Regions from separate parts of the Capra hircus genome. Here region 2 is linked to region 1. Evidence: chromatin contacts called from public Hi-C data. All regions are on one chromosome and are shown on one strand. The core of a region is the stretch at or near the end of the contact, and the rest is flanking DNA. Distances in the headings are between cores, read along the strand shown. Region 1 holds the start of AHR (aryl hydrocarbon receptor). Region 2 has its middle 91 kb from the start of AGR3.

Region 1 (7,522 bases), core at 2,202-4,701:
ATCTATCTTCATGATGCAAAGTAATTAAAGAAATAAATAACAGGTCCTTCACCACCAAAGAAAAATATTGATAAAAGAAGAGGAGGGTTTAAGTAAAAAGATTGCTTTTTCTTAATTTAAGGTTTTGGTTGTTTTTTTTTTTTTGGAGCAGGGTTATTTTAAGGAACATTTAAGGAAACAGAGTAGAACCTATTCCTAAGATATCTTTGAAAATCTCTTTAGGAACATAGATTGGATTCAGGGCTGCTTCAGGTCCTTTAATTTTCTACCCTTCATTACCCTAAAAAGAAAGGAAACATTTATTGAGTGTCTACTATGCACAAGATACTTTAGTAGGATTAAACTGAACACGTTTAAAATCATTTTGTGCTATCAATAATGATAACTTTGAATGTTGGACTTCACCACTAGGGGGAGTTTATCTTGTTTAATAAATACCATTGAAGACAGGGAGATTTTCAGGTTAAAATGATGTCACCCATTTGATTCCAAAATTTTATAGAATTCTGTATTTAATGGTCATTTTATTAATAGTTCTATGATTATGTTACAACGTATTTTCTTCTAAGTAAAATACAGAGGCTCACTTACAAGGTCAAAGTTAAACAGATCTTAATATCATTTTCAGCTCAAACAAGATGAATTTTTCAGACAATATACCAACATATTAGAGTGTCTATTAGTTATAAACTAGCAATTTAACTTAAAAAACATTAAAATACTGGGTTTATGGCTCCATTCTTAAAATGGACTCTAACTGCATTTTAAGTTCATCATTTTTCATTCAGTTAAAAACAATTTATGAACAACTTCCCGTGATTCTGTAAATGTCAGCACTAGGCTTTTCTTATGGAGCACTGACATTTTAAGGCGTTCGTAGGATTAGAAGCCATGCATGATGCTCAGTAAAGATCTGATAAACATCTCTACTAACTAAATAAAATAAGGGTGAATGTGGAAATACTTTGGTTGTATTACAGGAGAGATTAAACACAAACATATTAAAGTCTTAGAAAGCATATTTAATTGCTAATAATAAAAAGGTACATCCTTAAAAAAAAGAAAATGTGCAATAATATATTTAAAGGGAAAATCTTTAATAAAATGTTAACAAGAAGCCCCAAATGTTAAACTTTAAAATGAATACAAAAATTAAAGCATTTCATTGAAGTCACCTAGGTCCTGTGTAACATACTTCCTGAAATGCAATAACTTAAAAATTCTCAGATTTTCTAACTATACAAATAAAACCTATGATATACATATATATATTATACATTATGTCAAGTGTACTATTGTATTAACTAAGATACACAGAGATGTCTGTGATGCCTTTCAATTTTAAATAACCATCAAGGACCAAGTCAAATTAGACAAGCACATTTTTTATAAGAAACCATTCTATAAAACACAAGTATTGTAAACCAATGTCAACAGAATTGCCAAGACAAAAACTGCTGACTTGACAGTATTCCTAATGTCAACCACGCTGCAGGATAAGTCTTCCAAATTTTAATCAGTCTATTTATAGATGAATATCCTCTGTTGATGCCAAGTCTAAATCTGAAGGGCTGCAATCACTGAAATTCTAAAAGGAAATTAAAACCCCAGAATACTGAAACCTTTAAACTGGTCTTTAATATTAATTTTAAACTGCTATTTTTCTGGTTTGGATTAGTGACCTAAATTTAGTCTTAAGCCACATGCACACTTCTGATTTGTTCTGAGTAACCGTTTAAAGTGTTCTTAAAATTGTTTATGAAAGTTTGAAAAATGTGAAGTAAAATAACTCAAGGATAATAATTAGGAATAAACACATGAACACTGCCAACTCGCAAAAGTAAATCTGTGTTAAGCATGGATTTTGCTTTTTTTTTTTCTGAAAAAAATTAAAGTATTTGCCATAATCACATAAATATCCCACCAAAACAAACAAACCTAAGTTTGTACTTTATCAGAATTGACCAAACTTTGAAGTAGAGGGAAAAGGGAATTAAGAGAATGATGCTAAGAATGAAAATGTCTGTTTCAATAATTCCATCTCCAAATCATTTGCAGACCCTAAAACCACTTCCAAAGTGATAAATCTCCCCCAAAAGATGACTTAAAATACAAATCTTCTACTGTATCCTGGCTACTACACTCACTCCAAGCTGCTATCACCTCTATACATTTTATTGATATGTTCACGCTGAGCGCTACAAAATTACTGCCAAATAAGTAAATAAGAGTATAACAGAAAGCCAGTTTCAGGCAACCAAAAAATACCTTCAGAGGCACTCAGCCCCTTTCTTGCACACAGCACGTGTTTAGCTATTTAAAGCATCTCGCCCTACCAGGAGTAAGAATGGTGACCGTCCTCTAACCTAACAGAGGAGGATATTAAATGTGAAAGGGGATTTCAAGACGGGTTTAGGTTAACTAATCCACCAGCCCCACAGGGCAGAGGAGAGCTGTCAACAAATTAGGACCACAGCACAGTGAACAGCGCTGCAAATGGCTGGAGGTGTGAAAGGGTGCTCTGGAGAAGGGGTTGCGGGGGGGGGGGGCAGAGAACGGGGGCCACAATTTTTAAAATGCAATCATTAATCACGGAAAAATCCAAGGCCTGGGGTTCTCGACCGGCCTCCAGATCTCGATTCCACAGACTGCACAGGGAAGGGACCTAATCCCCTGGCCTCGGGGATTTGGGGGCGGGGTGCGGCAGTGTCCCGCGCCTGAGCGCCCACCTCCCCACCGCACAGAGGACAGGCTCCGGAGACTCACGTTTTCTGCACCGGCTTCCGCCGCTTACGACTGGCGTAGGTGATGTTAGCGCTGCTGCTGTTCATGGTGCCTGGCTGGCTGCGGCTCCTCCCGGGCGCGGACGGCCCTGTCCCCGGGACCCGGCGGCAACTGGGACGGGGTTGCACTTAACCGCGGCTGCTCCACCTGCGCCCTCCCGGGGCGATGGCGGAGACACAGCACCCCAGGAGCCGCAGGGCTTCTGCAGCCCCGCACGTCCAGGTGCGCGGCCCGGGCCTGGCGCCGGGGGGCGAGGGGCGGAGACCGGGGAGGCTGGAGGCGCAGGTGCCGTCTGTACCAGCTGAGGCGGCGCCGCGCTGCCCGCAGGTGAGGCGGCGCGAATGGAGGAGGAGCCTGGGCTGTCTGTTTGAAATCCCGGCCTGGGTCGCTCGCTGTGGCGGCGCGCCCCGTGACCGTCGCTGCGGCCCCTTGGGTGAGGGAGGCGCCGCCGCGCTGCGCTGCTCCCGGGATTTCCCCGATCCCGGGTGCTTCCCGCCTGCGGAGCTCGGACTCCGGCCGCCGCTCCGGGTGCCACCAGCTTCCGCTCGGCTATGCGGCTACCTCTGGTCTGAGCCGGTGGTCCCAGTCACGCTTTCAGAACCTAGCGTCAAGTGGACTCGCCCTGCGATGCCTCCCGCTGCTGCTTGCACCGGCTGAATAGCAGAAGCGCCCCCGACCCCTCTCCAGCCCCGCCCCGCCTCTCGTAGCCCCGCCCCATCCTACTTGGCCCCGCCCTTCGCTATATTTCCCTTGAGGGCCCCACCCTCCCGGCACGTGATGACGTAAGGCGTAGTGACCCCCACCCTCTCCAGTAGCCATCTTCTTGAGGTCAAGGGGAGGAATCTGTGGACACATTTCGAGTCCATAAAGACATGTGACAACAAATTATGTGTAGCCAAAGTCTTTGTAATCAGACAACCTCAAGGAAAGAAATGCCAAGTAGTGAGCTTAAATTCACCTTTGCAAGAGACAGTGAGTCAGCTAACTTTTGGCTAAGCATTACAGTGAGCTGGCAGATAACCTGTGGAACTATAAATCTTCCTAGAGGCGAAGGCTTCAGGAGGCCACATCTCAGTTGAACTTGAAGGCTAGGCATTTTTCTTGTCTTTTTGTTTTGAGTTTGATTTTTGTCTCCGTACAAGACAGTATAGTATCTTTTCCCCAGTCAGAATAACTGTTAAACTACAGTCAGATTTCAGGAAGGTGAGAAGGCAGGCAGCAGGAGGCATTTGAGAATAAGCAGTCTGGTATAGCTGGAGAGAGAGAAGCTGGAAGTGAAATCCAGGAATCTAGGGTCAAATCATAAAGCCTGATCAAGAGTCCACATTTTATTCTGCAGTCAGTGGAAACCTTTGAAGGATCCACAGCAGACAAGAGACATTCTAGTGTTTTGGAAGTTTTAAATGACAGTGCAAGCTGGATTACAGGAGAAAAAGACTGGATGCAGAGAGAGTAGTTCGAGTTGTTGAAGTAGTCCAGGTGAAAGTCCAGGGAAGTGACAGTGGGATGGAGGGGAAAAAGAGCAGATAATAAGGAAATAGACAAACAAGAGAGAGCAATCTCAAGTACCTCCAACATTTCTAACTCCTCCTGTGCCTTTACCCGGAAAAGTAAACACAGGAGTGTGTTTTGCTTGTCAGGAGAAGGGCAATCAGACTAAGAAGTCTAGATGAAAACTTGCACCATGTCCATTCCTACATTTCAAAATGTCATCAAGACATTTCCATCCGGTGAGTTTGTTACCTCACATTCAGAACATCAATAAATTGAACATTGTTTTCTTTAGCTGAAACCTCACTGTCATATACTCAACCATTATCCTATCAACCCTATGAAATATCTTCAACTCTTCTACAACTTACATCTAAATATTCCAACAAATACTATTAAATTTTGTGTATTGCAACATCCCTAATTCATCTTCTGCCACGTTATTCTTCAATAATAACAAAAAATGCCCAACTCAAATGCTTTATCATTTGAGATTCCTATCCAAATATGGTGTGCTTCCCTCCTAGCTCAGTTGGTACAGAATCTGCCTGCAAGGAGGGAGACCTGGGTTCGATTCCTGGGTGGGGAAGACCCCCTGAAGAAGGAAATGGCAACTCACTCCTGTATTCTTGCCTGGAAAATCACATGGACAGAGGAGCCTGGTGGGCCACAGTCCATGGGGTCACACAGAGTCGGACACAAGTTAGCGACTAAACCACCACCATGCTCTCAAGGGATATTGTAATGGAGAAGCACATGATTAAGTATGGTCTCCTAGTAGAGAAAGTTGACATAGTCATTGAGACAAAGGTAGCTTTCCCAAAATCATGATGGTGGAGTTGAGGTCTGACGGATAAAGTCTTAGAAGAAAAGAGGGGAAGACACTGCAAGTCAATAAAACAGTACAAGCAACATCCCATTAGTGGAAGGAGGCTGGCAAATTGTATGAGGGACTAAAGCAAGTGCAAGATGAGCAGGGGAGACAGGCATGAATGATCAAATTTATTCTTCAAAATATCGCCATATCTTCAGGGTGTAAAAGAGGTAGGAGCAGAATGCAATGGAAATGATACTCCATGGGAAGCCATTTACAGTAGCCCAGCCAATAGATGGTAATTATTGATACAGGGTGGAGGTGATAATGTAGATGGAAAAAAGCAAATAGGTTCCATAGAATTCAAGGAGGTCCTAAAAGATGGAATGGATGGATATGTGGCATTGAAGGAAGATGTGTCAAAAACAGTTTTTTGCACTATGCATCAGGCTATGTGAAGATGGCAGGTAATGGTGGGAAACTATTACCCACTCCAGTATTCTTGCCTAGAGAATCCTGCAGACAGAGGAGCCTGGTGGGCTGCTGTCCATGGGGTTGCACAGAGTCGGACACAACTGAAGTGACTTAGCATGCATGCATGCATTGGAGAAGGAAATGGCAACCCACTCCAGTGTTCTTGCCTGGAGAATCCCAGGGACAGGGGAGCCTGGTGGGCTGCTGTCTATGGGGTCGCAGAGTTGGACACTACTGAATCGACTTAGTAGTAGCAGCACTTAAAGTTGAGGTAGCTCTGAGCTATCTAAGGTGTGTCAAATAGGCCACAGGATATATAGGTTTGTAACTCAAAAATGTATGAGCTGGAGATACCAATTCAGAAGTCATCTGCATTTAAGTGACAAGAGATTACGTAGACTGTCGGGTGTGGATATATGCTAGAAAAGGAAGACAGGACTCAAAGGAACTTTAGTTTGTAATATCTAATAACTGCATAGAAGATGATGGTCTTGTAAAACTGTCTGAAAGAGAGTTTCCAGAATGTTAGCAGGAGAATAAAAGACTGTCTTGTTGGAGGACAAAGTGGAAAAATGTTGGAGTGGTTCACAGAACTGCATGCTGTTGGGAGGTTCAAATAAGATGAGAACTGAAAATGTCCTTTGTGGCTTCCTACCATGGGGTAATTTTGTGACTTTAGCGAACACTGTTGGTGGGCTAATGGACCTACAAATTAGATGGAAGGGGAACAGAGCTGAATTGGAGATGAAGTGATATCAGCAAACACAGACAATTCTTCAAAAAAAAAGTCTGTGACAGAGACCTAGGACGGCAGCTAGGGGGAGTAAAGGGTTAAATTAGGCCCCCTCCTTTTTTTTTTAAGTGGGTGATATTTAAACGGATGAGAAAGAGATGAGAGAAAGATTGAAATTGACTATGTTAAAAAGACGAAAAACTCTAAGATTAGATGCTGAAAATAATGAAGGAAGGAAAGAACGCTAAAGCAGAAGAGGGGAGTGAGGATTATTACTGTAGTTTAAACAACAGCAGAAACAGCTCCTCTAGTGCTAACTCTTTAGAGTGGTTCACAATGAGGTTATAAGAAATGCAGTCTCTGGGTGTCCTTACTGACTCAAAATCTGAATCTAACAAGATCTCCCAGGTAACTGAAATGTACATAAAGGTTAAGAAACATTAATCTACAGAAGCTGGGGGACAGAAGGGTGGTGGGTGAGATAGAATAGGCTGGTAATTTTGGATCAGAAAGATAAAGAAGGTTTGATGAGGAGGAATTTCTAGCATGACCTACAAAAGTACAGGTGTGTTTTGTGGTTGATAGTTTTTTTTTTTTTTTTTTTTTTTAATTTTATAAGACTGTAAGGTAAAAGTGATCCAGGATGTGGCAATAGGGGCACTATGTAGACGTCAACTCTATGTCTTGGATATGTGATGAGAGAAAATAAACAGATACTATTTGGGAGATGATAGCTTTGGGGAGGGCTAGCTTTTAGTTTAAGGGAAAAGATGAAACAAGGTCCCAAAGAAGACAGTGCATACAGGGGACTTTGCTGTTTACGGATTAGCAATTCCAAGTGCACAAGATCAACCACCTTTATCTTCTCTTTTATTTCCCCATCTCTGTACTTTTACGCATAGTCATTCTGCCTAAAAATGTATAATCAAATAATCTCTTTGTCTAAAAACTTTAAGGGTGAGAAATGCATAACAAAATATAATTTACCAATACTATATCTTAAAGCACTTTTCAGAAAACAGATATACTGAATGCACAAAATCCATGAATCAATCTTAATTTACTATTTTTTTTAAAGTCCATCTTTTTTTTTTTTTAAAGTTGTTATAGTTATTTAATGCAATTGTTCACTATCTTACTTTGTCCTACACCTATATCCTTACTTTCTGTTCACTTTAGGATTCTGTTTGACTTTAGTAGTTGATTTTTATACCAGGATGAAAACA
Region 2 (7,522 bases), core at 2,933-5,432, 350 kb after region 1:
CAGGAGCTGCCTGGATCACACACGACTCCGGATGCTCCTCTGCCGTCCCTTCACTGCTGGTAATTATTTACCCCTCTCTGAGGGTGTGTACAAGCTGAGAACAAGCCCTGGGAGGGAACCACATTTCTCTTTGTTGATATACAAGCATCTGATGAAATGTCAACAGGTAGTCCGATTACCATTGTCCTGTGTGGGAAACCCTATCTTCTTAGGTCCTTCCTGGATTTAGCCAGAGACCAGAAAACGTTATAAAGCCTGAGTGTAAGTCATATAGGGAGTGAAAAAAATAAAAACAACTCAGATACTCCTACTCTCTGGCTTTAATTCAACCCAGCCCTTACTGCCAACTGTGAGAGGGAAGAACAAATCAGAGCCCGATCACTCCAATCCAATATGGTCTGCAATGTTATGCTCTCTTAGGCACTTATTGATAGCACTGAGAAAGTCTGTCTTCCTTTCTCCATATGATGCAACTGGGGCTCTCTCTTGCAAAAGGAGAGGTTTATAGTAAAATCCACTTGTAATTAGAAATTCTTCTAAGGGTACCAGGGAAGAGAAAAATGCAGGAACAATTAATCCAGTGCAGAATTGAAACTAAGTTACCATCTTGATTTGAGCCTCTTCCACAGAATTCTTGAAAAGAATTTTTTTTTAAATATCCTGAAGATCCCTTAAGCCTAGTATCTTTGATGGGGAAGACATTCTCATCTGAAGGGAGGAGTTTTCTTCAATTTCATTTCATGCTTTTTTCTTCTATTAAACTGTAGTAACAGTAAATGTAAACTTAACTATTTCAAAAGAGCATTAGAGTATGGTCACATTTTTATAATTTATTTCTATCCATCTACTCACCTAACTGTGCAGATATCAGTATACAGACATAGACAGACACACAGAAATGTGTGGAATAGTTTCACCTAGGGTTAATGATGGTCATTTCAAGGCAGTAGAAGAACTTTAAAATATATATATATCTTTAAGCTTTTCAATGTATCCTAAAAGGGCTTTGGGGGTTTTTTTGGCTTTGTTATATGGGGTGCTTTTTACTTAATTTGTTAATATCTTCCTGTTTTTAAAATTTCTGTTCAAAAAGCTAGTATAAAATGATATGATATTATTTACTCCTCATTTCTCTAAGTTCCATAAAAGAGCACCTCACCTGTACTGTTACTGTCAGAACAAACAACTGTGGGATGCTCAGTCACCACCACACAGAGGTATTCTTACAGCATAAGCAAATGTTGGGTAACTGTCTCCTCTGCGCTAGATCCAAAAAAATCACCCGCAGCCACAGGGTCATCTCTTCCTGTTGCCCAACCTGTTTCAAAGCGATTGCGGTTAGGTGGGGAAAGGATTATGCTCTGACTGAAGACATCCCCTTCTGCATTTCCAAACCAGTGTGAATTCTGAAGCATGCAGGAGTTTGTCTCTTTCATCTGCTCTCTTCTCCAGATAACAGACTTCATTACTATTTAGGAAAGTTCCTTTGTCCCTTGTAAATTCCAGGAACTCTAATTTGGGATCAAATCTCTAAGGAAAAGTCTGCTCTTCTGTATGGACGTTTTTGTGTGTGTGTAAGGCTCTGATAAAGAGTCTAATTGGCTCCATTTCTCTTTGAACATTCTGTTTATCCACCTAATTATCCTGGGAAAACTGACATGTTTATTGAATTCAACTAAACAACTACACAGCAGAACAGACCAATAAAACAGGGGTTCCGGGAGGAGCCACAACACTGCTGGCCATTAGTTTGAGTTGAATTTGTCGTATTTAAAAGAGTATCATATTCAGGAGTTTGAGGGTTGAAAGGAGAGAATTAAATTCTCACAAAAGAAAGTATACGTCATTAAACACAACTATTAAAACAAACTTTGTTATATGAGCCATGTGATCGTGACGGTTCCATGTAAACCACCGTAATTAAAATGTAGTAAGCATTCATGTATGTAACAACATTTATGAGCCTGCTTTAACCTGACTTCTTGAATAAAATCAGCAAATTAGCTTTCAGATACTTGATTCCAGTCTTGCTGCGGAACAGCGCCCTCTGCTGGTCTTGCTGAAGCATTACATCATGAGAAAAATCCGTAACACGAAAGGTGAAGGGAAGGGAGGAAAGAAAGGGGAGGGCGAGTAGGGGAAGAAAGGGAAAAGGAACGTTTTAAAAAAGGAAATGCAAAAAGAAGGAAAGAAGTTAAATATAGTTGCATTTAACCGAAGCTTTGGCATATATTAGAAATAAAGTATGTTTGCCTCACAGTTATGGCTATTTAGTAGACAGAGACTATTTCCCTTGCAGAAAATTTTTGTCATACTTGAAAATGTTTTTTTAAGTTACTGTTATTGAAACCATTCTGAAATTAGTGTCTGGTGATGCTACATTCGAAAATCTTCCAAATCAATTTGAAAGTTAGTGAATTACCAACTAACCTAATACTAGTTATTATTTAAAATTAATATTATCCCACCCTATCCCCCATGTCACCCCTGAAGCCAAGATTCTCACATCTTAATGGGCATCAAGAGCCTCCTAGCGAGCTTATTAAAAATACATCTGACCAGGCTCTACCTTTAAGGATTTTGATTTACTAGCTCTGTGGCCTTAGGAATCAGCATTTTAATATTTACACCCAGAAGACGATAGGTATTTTATCTTGCTCAATTACAAACCCAAGGGACACTGTGGACTTGGTATCTCATTCAGAGTGCCAAAAACCCAACCTCAGTGCCGTGGGATGGCTTACCTTACCCAGACATCTGTATATCGCCACCATCACCACAGTTGCTATAAGTTACTCAATATTTCCTAGGTACCAGGCACTGTCTTCCCAATTTCTTTAGACAGTTATGACTTTGAAAATGCCTCTGCCTTCTTTCTTCTTGGTATCAAGTTCTGCATAAAAGGAATGTGGGCCATGCCTTGCACATCACTGATCCTCAACAAACGCTAGTTTTGCTTCCCTTTCCCCGTGTCCCTTGCCATTCTAGGTTGAAATGGTGGCTTAATCATATCCGGGTCTTTATTTAACCTTGGAAAATTCGTAGTTGCTCAAAGTTCAAGCCTAGGGAACTGAGACGTCATTAACTGATTTCTTAAGAGGTTTTAGTTTCCTTCAAAACACTCTGAACGCTGTCGGCTCCCAACTGGTCTCTGGAATGCACTTAATTTGTGCCTCTTTCTACTTTCTCCACAGCCCCATGTTCTGGTTGGTTGCCTCTGTGTTCTTTTAAGTGCTGAGATAAAGAGAGTTCAGCAGAGAACCTGGTGAGATTGAGTCCAAGTTGAAACCGATCCCTTTATTTCATATAAACTCGGAAGCTGACATTTCTCAGTAGCATCATTAAACAGACACTGAAAGATTGGAGGTTTTAATGTATAATTATTTCATATCCACTTTATGTAACACAACTAATACATGCAGGGTCATCTGCATGATATAAAACTGGCACACTTTAACAAATAAGAAAAAAGTGGCTGCCTAGTGGAATGAACTGGAGAAGGCAATGGCACCCCACTCCAGTACTCTTGCCTGGAAAATCCCATGGATGGAGGAGCCTGGTAGGCTGCAGTCCATGGGGTCGCTAAGAGCCGGATACAACTGAGCGACATCACTTTCACTTTTCACTTTCATGCATTGGAGAAGGAAAGGGCAACGCACTCCAGTGTTCTTCCCTGGAGAATCCCAGGAACGGGGAGCCTGGTGGGCTGCCATCTATGGGGTCGCACAGAGTCGGACACGACTGAAGTGACTTAGTAGTAGCAGTGGAATGAACAACAGCCCAGAAGAGATTACCAACTGACCTGATGAGGACTCACTTAGGTACATAAGTTGCATAAATTAACTCAATTTGGCTCATAGAGGAAAGGATTTTTACTGACTTATATAACACGAAAGTCAGGAGTGGTACTGGAATTAGGCAGGGTAGATTCAGGCTCTGTCCTCAAATAGCTCACGCCATCCCTCTATATGCTGTGGTTTCCTCCGTGTTGGCTCCATTCCCAGACAGGCTTTCTCTCCATGTGGGGTTGAAGGTGGCTCTTAATGACCTCAAAAAGAGAGGCAGGACTCCCTGCAGCAGATTCACTAAAAAGACATACGTTGGATCACCAGCCCACTCATGAAGCCATCACTGTGAACAGGAAGAGAGAACACACTGACCAGACCGGGGGCTGGGCGGGCAGGGCATGCCCGGCCCTCACAGAAGGCGAGGGGAGCCCCAGTCAAATCGCATTGGTGGGAAATCGGGCAAGAGGCCGGCAGGAAAAGACCAGCACTTACCAGTTAGACGCATTCTTTGGAAACCTAACGGAAGACACCTCTTCAAAACTAAAGAGGAAAAAGGCTCATAACTCCATGACCTAAGCATCTGGACATGAATGTGACTCAACATGGGTGGAAAGGCAGAAGAAAATGCTGCTCTGAGTAACTGCAAACCGCAAAAGAGGGCTAGTAGGAGGAGGAAGCCGAAGAACCCAGGATGGGTACAGAGAAACATCAACAAAAACAAACACAAAAGCATGTTAAGAAGGCTGACTTTCAAGATGGAAGATGTTTATAAACTTCTGTAGTCAGTGAAAGGCACTATACTCATGTCTAAAGCACAAAGGTGGTCAATGATACCAGACTGATTTCTGAAGACAAATGTTTTTCTGAAGGACCTAAAGAAGGAATTCCTGAATTTCTATTTAGTCTCTTGTCTCTCTTAATTTTAGCAGAGAATAACTGATTGCCAGCCAAAGGCTGGTCTCATCTCCCAAGTAACAGAAATCAACTTTCACTGGGGTTGGAATGCACCCAATCAGTGACTACTTTCAGCCACCTTACAGCTATGTGTGGCCATTTAACAAAATTCTAGCAAACATGAATAAGTCAATTATTTAAAGAAAGCTGGTTCAGCAGTAAGTTACCTTGCCCCTCCTACTTCTAGCTAACTGGAAGATGGAGGTGATGGATGGAGCTCCAGCAGCTTGTTGGACCTTTGAGGCTGAAAACCAAGTATGAGAACAATAGTGCAGAAAGAGAAGAAGAGCTGGATTTCTGCTCACTAGGAACCACCTGTACCTCTATTTTGTTGAAGATGCTGTGATTTTGTGTTTTCTGTTATTCACAGCCAACTGCAGGATGTAAAACAATCTTCTGATTTAAAAATGTGAATCAACTTTGGTAAGCTAAGGAAAGAGATTCGTTTGTTCAATACAGCAAACGGTGCTTTGTGACCAAGGCTCTGGTGTTTAGACCCCTGCCCTAGAAGGACTTACACAATTATGTGACGACTCCAAATTAATTAAATATCACAGCAGGGCAAACCCTGCTAGGGTAACTAAGAGTTTGAAAGTGAGATATGATAATTTAATAATCATGAATTACAGAAAGACACACAGAAGTTGGATGTGAGAAATTCATTCTAATTCTGGTTTTTCCAAAAGGGGAGATAACTTAGAAATAGTATCTTTGCATGACAAGATTCCAGGACAGATTATTTAAATAATGGACAGGGAAGATGTGGTAACTGAAATGCACGGCAGAATTACTAAAAACCATTTATAAAGAATTATCTTTATTTTCCTCTTCGATAAAGAAGTGCAACCCATGGCCTTTTCAGCAAGAGTTTGATTGAGATGTTTCATAACATTCTGTTGAAAAAGGTGGAAAAATTGGGCTGAGTGTTCAGATAAGTAGGTGAATTTTTAACTGATTAGAACTTATGAATTGTTCTGATCAAAAAGCAGTCATCAATCTACAGAGAAATTTCTGCAGGCAATTCACAAGGGATTCCTCTGTGGCCTCTCTGACTTTTTATCAGTGCTTTTGATGAAGCCACAGAAGGTCCACTGACTAAGCACAGAGGCAACGAGAAGTCAAGAGACCCACCGGATTATAGATTTAGAATTCAAATTATTTAAATAATGGGCTCTCTCTAAGAAGACATAGCACAGATGAACATAGCATGCTGATGTGAGGTCCAGAACAAGCAAACAGAAAAGGGGAGCAGAAACTGACTTAGCAGTATCTATTTAAAAATTCAAAGTTTTATATCCCAATTTTAATAGGAACTAATATGATGCTGTGTCTACAACACATTCCAAGCTGAATTCATTGTTCAGCTGCAATATCAAAACCACACATTTAAGTAGGATTAGAGACAAAATAAAAAACTGAACAGCTAAGAGATGAATGGCCTTGAAATCATGTCATAGGAAGAAGAGCTGAAAGAACTGGCAACAGAAAGCCTAAAACGAAGCCCGAGCAACATGTGACAGCTTTCTCAAAACACTCAAAGAGGTGAGTAAGAACTCGGAAGCAGAATCAGAACCAAAACCAAGGGATGAATATTCCAGGGAGACAAGCATCAGGTGAGTAGGAAAGAAATCTGATACATCTGTGCAAAGGCATCATGACCAGGACACACTGGACATAGAATGTTTCTTCGAGGGACATTCACAAGATGACATTTGTGCACAGAAGGCACAGACCCTCCCAACACTGAGGTTCTGGGATACTTGCTTCTTTAGGTATTAGATGTAACTTGGGTTTTATCTTGTAAAGCATCTGATTTCAATCAATAAAAAGCAAAAAGCAGATTCAGTTCAGTTCAGTTCAGTCACTCAGTCGTGTCCAACTCTTTGTGACCCCATGAATCGCAGCATGCCTGGCCTCCCTGTCCATCACCAACTCCCGGAGTTCACTCAGACTCATGTCCATCGAGTCCGTGATGCCATCCAGCCATCTCATCCTCTGGCGTCCCCTTCTCCTCCTGCCCCCAATCCCTCCCAGCATCAGGGTCTTTTCCAATGAGTCAACTCTTCGCATGACGTGGCCAAAGTACTGGAGTTTCAGCTTTAGCATTAGTCCTTCCAAAGAACACCCAGGGCTATTCTCCTTCAGAATGCACTGGCTGGATCTCCTTGCAGTCCAAGGGACTCTCAAGAATCTTCTCCAACACCACAGTTCAAAAGCATCAATTCTTCAGCGCTCAGCCTTCTTCACAGTCCAACTCTCACATCCATACATGACCACAGGAAAAACCATAGCCTTGACTAGATGGACCTTAGTCGGCCAAGTAATGTCTCTGCTTTTGAATATGCTATCTAGGTTGGTCATAACTTTTTCTTCCAAGGAGTAAGCGTGTTTTAATTTCATGGCTGCAGTCACCATCTGCAGTGATTTTGGAGCCATAAAAAATAAAATCTGACACTGTTTCCACTGTTTCCCCATCTATTTCCCATGAAGTGATGGGACCGGATGCCATGATCTTCGTTTTTTGAATGTTGAGCTTTAAGCCAACTTTTTCACTCTCCACTTCCACTTTCATCAAGAGGCTTTTTAGTTCCTCTTCACTTTCTGCCATAAGGGTGGTGTCATCTGCATATCTGAGGTTATTGATATTTCCCCCAGCAATCTTGATTCCAGTTTGTGTTTCTTCCAGTCCAGCGTTTCTCATGATGTACTCTGCATAGAAGTTAAATAAGCAGGGTGATAATATACAGCCTTGATGTACTCCTTTTCCATACTAAAAAAGA

The links. A called contact is a pair of places that touch in the nucleus more often than the background predicts.
Region 2: a contact with region 1 is called in a Hi-C map of blood, with 1.8 times the contacts expected there. The contact joins the enhancer-like site here to the promoter of AHR in region 1. A contact is called at or near these places in 2 of 5 Hi-C or Micro-C datasets (blood and liver).

The regions. Positions count from the first base shown.
Region 1 is chr4:94,722,836-94,730,357 of ARS1.2, forward strand. It overlaps AHR (aryl hydrocarbon receptor), which reads right to left and starts at 3,452. Exons shown (of 11, transcript XM_018047352.1): 1 at 2,767-3,452. The coding sequence starts at 2,831.
Region 2 is chr4:95,070,324-95,077,845 of ARS1.2, forward strand. No RefSeq gene overlaps it. Among named protein-coding and RNA genes, the nearest start is that of AGR3, 91 kb to the right of the region's middle. Within about 2 kb of position 4,183, at least 1 of the 5 cell types and tissues checked has an H3K27ac peak or open chromatin away from gene starts, as enhancers often do.